Linked DNA regions of Anser cygnoides: region 2 is linked to region 1. The links are chromatin contacts, called in public Hi-C maps. All regions are on one chromosome and are shown on one strand. The core of a region is the stretch at or near the end of the contact, and the rest is flanking DNA. Distances in the headings are between cores, read along the strand shown. Region 1 holds the start of MMADHC (metabolism of cobalamin associated D). Region 2 holds the start of PRPF40A (pre-mRNA processing factor 40 homolog A).

The links. A called contact is a pair of places that touch in the nucleus more often than the background predicts.
Region 2: a contact with region 1 is called in a Hi-C map of liver, with 14 times the contacts expected there. The contact joins the promoter of PRPF40A here to the promoter of MMADHC in region 1. A contact is called at or near these places in 2 of 7 Hi-C or Micro-C datasets (both in liver).

Annotation. Positions count from the first base shown.
Region 1 is chr6:40,078,998-40,081,601 of Taihu_goose_T2T_genome, forward strand. It overlaps MMADHC (metabolism of cobalamin associated D), which reads right to left and starts at 1,317. Exons shown (of 7, transcript XM_048081015.2): 1 at 1,044-1,317. The coding sequence starts at 1,052.
Region 2 is chr6:40,772,681-40,775,284 of Taihu_goose_T2T_genome, forward strand. PRPF40A (pre-mRNA processing factor 40 homolog A) reads right to left here and starts at 1,309. Exons shown (of 26, transcript XM_066999323.1): 1 at 816-1,309. The coding sequence starts at 1,181. LOC125185025 (a long non-coding RNA gene) reads left to right here and starts at 1,108. Exons shown (of 2, transcript XR_007169862.2): 1 at 1,108-1,222.

The sequences.
Region 1 (2,604 bases), core at 67-2,566:
ATACACCCAAAAGGTAAAGCATAATTTAAAAGATCTTAAATCTACAAAACACACATCCCTGGAAAACGTAACCGCTCCCCGCTATAGTCAATGTGTTTTCATAAAACTTCATTTCCCAATGAGAGAAAGAAATTATTTTGAGAAACGTTTCAGTTTTTGAGAAACGGGTTCTTCCTCAAATATTGTATTCTTGATCATATAGGAGTTTACCCATATGTTTACCACTAAGTATGTAACCAAAAAGCTTATTTCCAAAAAAGTAAGAAAACTGTACTACTCACATGTTTTGATAAAGACTCTATTCAAACTGTCAGGACCTCAGCCAATAAATACCTGCTCCTTCCATACTACCTCCACACAAACATACAGTGTCTGATACATCTTACTAACATCACGACGACTCAAACACGTTAACACACAGTTAATTTACTAACATTATCAAGTTTTTACAGTTAAGGTCTTAAGCTGTCTAGGTCTAAAACAGCAGGTTTAAAAGATTTGTGTAACAAAAACAAACCCTGCTGATCCCACTTGAACCTTTCCCTTACCATGTAAAAGCACTACTGAAATAAGTTATTGTGAAACAAACGCATATATTGAAGTATACACAGATTAAAGTATACAGAAACAATTATCGATGACACATAATCACAAGAGAAACATTTTTTCCTTATCAGCAGGTTCATTTAAGGCGGAGATGTTACCACTCTTTATCGATACGTTGATTTAGCTCACTACTGCAAATATTTACATACCTGGCGTCACCCCAGTAAAAAATCCCGCTGAGACCAAAGAACATTCCCGTCTCGGTGACAAAACAAACCAGATCAGTAAAGTATGTTTTATGTTTCAGTCTGAAAGCACCCCAGTGAACTTAAAGGCTTCACCTTAACACATGATACGCTTCGGGCGCTCAGAGGGGAGAAGGATGACACTCCCGGCGACCTCTTCTTGAGAATTATTATTATTTTTTTTTTAAAGGCTGCTTTGAAGGGGGGAGGAAGACGGGGGCGCCCCCGAGCCGCCGAGGGGGGGTTGCTCACCTTGGCCATCGCCGCCGCCCGGCTGCCCCGGCCCGGCTCCCCCTGCAAGAGAAGCGAACGCAGCGGCCCTGAGGCGCCCGGCCCGGCCCCGCTCCCCCCTCGGGGCCGCCCCCCGCTGCCCTGACAGCGGCCTCCCGCGGCGACGCCCGCTCCTCCCAGGCACACGGCGGCGGGGACCGAGGGGCACCGAGGGGGACCGGAGACCGACGGGGGCCAAGAACCGCCCGGCTCCGCTCCGCTCTTCCTACAAAATGGCGGCCGCCGCCGCCCCGCGGCGCTCCCCCTCAGCCGCCTCCCCGCCCGCCGCCAGGCCCGGCGAGTTGCTCCGCCGGCACGTCGATCAGACCGCCTGGGGCCGGCGGCGGCGGGGTTTTCCTCGGGGCGGCCGCCGCCATGTTGTCCCCTCAGAGCCCGCCGCCTTTCTCTGCCTCCCGCCCGCCCGGGCTGCGGCCGCCACCAGTCTCGGGCACCCCTGGGCGCAGCGCCCTGCCGTGGGGTCCCTCACGGGAGCCGGGGGAGCCGGGGCCGGCTGCGGGGGGCGGCGCAGTGCCCGCCCGGGGCGCCAGGGGTCAGCAGCGCAGCGTGCTGCCGGCCCGTCCCCGAGCCGGGCGCTCGGAGGGCCGTGAAGTGTGGCAGGGGGAGAGGCGGTGTTACCGGGGCGAATAAACCGGGAGGCTTCCGTCTCCCCCCAGGCCATTAGGTGCCTTAAAAGTCAGAACTGGGAGCAAAAATGCCATTTCTGCTGACAAAACATGTCCTCGAAGGACGATCCGTAGCTTCCTTCAGTATCTTCAATAAACCTTCCTTCAACAGACCAAAGTTTGTGTTTATTTTTTCCCTCACTTCATCTTTATGGACTGCCTTTTCTCCCTAGTCCTAGGTTTTTGGGATATGCAGTGGCATGAGCTTGCAAGCAAGTCTTCACTTAAAATAAACTTTTACATTACAAACTGTATTTGTGCTGAGGTAATTCCCTGGGTTAAAGTCTTAATTTTTTATTTATGTACTTGCTGCTACATGAAATTAATTAACTGCAGAAGTTACGAGCACATACTGGCAGCCCCGCAGTGCAACAAGCTGTGTTTGGGGGCACGGCCTTGTTGCTCCCAGAGAAAAACAGAAATAGACAGTTAATATTTATTATTTCATGCCTACTGACTATATGTATTCTATTCAGTAGGTAAATCGCTATCCACAGAAAGTGTTGAACATAAATACGACATTAGTGTGGCTCAGTTAGGGTGCTGATCCCAAAGCCATCTCCACACACATTACAAATGCCTATGTTCCCGCTTCATTCACAGAATCAGGCTGGTTTTCTTTCACATCTTCAAAATGTTTTATACTTTCACAGCTCTATGACCTTGGTTCAAATTGGCATCCTTTCGTTTTTAAGTCTCACCTGGAACATGAAGTGTTTGTCCTCTCTGGCCTGAGATGTGTCTGTAAGAGGGATCATCTTAGGTCCTTCTTTTTCATCTTAGGTCCTTCTTTTTCATCTTTTTCATCTTTTTTTTTTTTTTTTTTTTCCCATGCTTATTCCACATCCAAACACTTTGTC
Region 2 (2,604 bases), core at 59-2,558, 690 kb after region 1:
AAGGCAGCAACAAAGGAAAAAAATGAGCGTGAAGCTAACGACTCACAAAAGCATTGCGAACAAAGAGAGGCTGAACGCTGAACTGAAAATTATTTAATCGACTAACTCAACACTGCGTAGCAGTAATGACAGTAAGCATTTGATCTTCCAGGTCCTCTAGAGTCGTGAGCATTAGAACAAATAAAGTTTCTAAACCAACATCCAAATGAAACCTCCACAAGTCTTTCTTAAGCCACCTTACGGCTTGTCACAGCAAAGCGTACTAAACTTGGGCCTGTAACTACTTCTGTGTGCTCTTCTGCAACAACTATGAGCGAGTTTGCTCACTGTGCAAAGTTACACGCATTCCTTTCACTCCTCATATCCAAGTCTGAGAGAGTTTTTACAATGAATGTGATCTGGTAGTTTTTACAGTGAATGTGATCACCGTCTCCTTATTAAACAACTGAACTTTGTTACTCTCGCGATTCCTGGTATGGTCACGCTGCAAGGACAAAAATGTCTACGGATGAGAGATGCCGTTCGTTCAAAATTCCCGCATTACAGCACGTGCCTTCTGTCGTGGCCACAAGCGCTGGTTCTAGGGGTCCTTTAGGAGCCGTGCTGTGAACGAACTCACTCGCAGAGCACGCAGCCCGGCCTCGCACCACACTTCCGCAGGTAACTGCTCCAGGTCACTACGGAAGCACCACCTGAGGGTGCCATTTCAGGGCGGCGGCAGCAGCAGCAGCAGCACCCTCCCCACCCCCCCCACCGTCCCCCCAGCCACCTCCCCCCCGCTTCCCGGCGCTCCCCCCGCCCCGCCCCGCACTCACCATAAGCGAGCCGCGGTCGACGGCCCCGGGCCGCATGGCGGGGCTCAGCAGGCTGCCCCCGCCGCACCTGCCCAGGAGCCGCCCCCGCAGCGGCTGCCGCGACGAGGGCCCGAAGGGCATCAGGGGCTCGGGCTCGCCGCGGGGCGGGAGCAGCGGCGCCAGCAGGCTGACTGGCTTGCCCGCCGGCCAATCGGGGCGGCCCGCCAGCCGGCTGCCCTTCGGCGATTGGTCGGCGGCGGCGGCGGCCACGGGCCGGACGGCGTCCCCCGGCGTCAGCTGCATGAGGGGGGGCGGCTTGGGCAGCGAGAAGGGCAGTGGCTGAGGGGAGGCCGCGGCCGCCGCCGCCGCGGAGTCGCCGCCCGACATGTCCCGGCCGGGAGCGGCTGCCCCGAGGAACGGGCGGAGAGGTGAGAGGCGGGGAGGAGGCGGGAGCGGCCCCTCGGCGGCGGGGGGACTGCGGTCGGGCCGGGCCGGGCCGAGCCAAGCGCGGGCAGCGGCGGGGCCGGGCCCGGGAGCGGGAGCGGAGCGGGCGCGGGGGAAGCTGCGGCGGGGCCGAGCCCGGGGGACGCCGGGAAAGTGATCACGTGGGCCCGGGGCGGGCCACCAGGAGCTGGGTGGTACCACAGCACTTGAGAAGGAGGGGAACAGCGCCGCGGCTGAGGCATCGCTTGCCTGAGCGGGCAGGGAGGGGGCGGGCGATCCCCCCCGTGCGCCGGGCCGTAGATAGAACGCGCCGGCCCGAAGGCTTGCGCGCGTCCGTCCCCCCCTGCGTCACGGCGCGTTGGTACGGGCCGAAGCGGGGGTGAGCGCGCGCGCGAGGCGGGGTGGCCACGGCTCCCCCCGTCCTGGGCGCGAGGTGGTTGGCGCCCGCTGGGCCGGCGGGACCCGGCGGGGGGGGGGGGGCGGTCGGGGCGTGTAGGCTGTGGGACATTTTTGGGGGGCAAATCGGTATGAAACCGGGGGGTTTTGTGCTTTGTGGGAGCCCCGGCCTGCGGCCTCCAGTGAGGGCCGGTGCCGGAAGCCCTGAGAGAAAGGGGAGGGGGGAAAAAGGAGAGCTGGAAGTTCGTCTGACGTGAAAATCTGCCACAGCTGTAACTGAAATGAAGTGTAACCTTGGGTTTCAATAAAGTGTTACAACACGGAGGTGTGTGCTCTTTGCGTGTGGTACATACACAAATACTTAAAATAATGCAAGGCTGGCGTGAAGAATGAAGTTGTTATAGCTAGGTAAAACTTGCACTGTATGTGTAAACCCTCTCTTTAATTACGTACATTTACAGGTAGCACCAACTCACTGCTTTTTGAGTATCTGTAATTTAAAATGCAGTTGAGCTCCATATAACTCCTGTAGTTTGTTAAAATCAGTTGTGAATGTGGCCCTTTGGATGTAGTGGTGTTTGGGGTGCCTTTGTTTGTTTGTTTTTTTTTGGGGGGGGTGGGACACATTGGATACCACAAGTGTAGTAGCTTCTAGGTGTGAAAGTGCTCTTACAGCTGTCACACCCCCGTCATTTAACAAGTCTTTTCAATGGTAGTCTTCGGTTCAAAGTGATAACTGATAGGATTTGTGCGAGATGGGATCCAGCAAAGATCCGGAGTTACCATCTATGTGGCCCTGCAACAAGATCTGCAGCGGTATTCTGGTGGAACTTGGAATTTGTTGATGGAAAATGTTTCTAGTTCTGCCAGTGGCTTTCCTCTTCGTCAAATGTGCCTGTCAAGTCAATTAATTATCTCTTAATAATTAAGATTCCATGCAGGTGTTGTATGAAATGCCCAGATTATCACC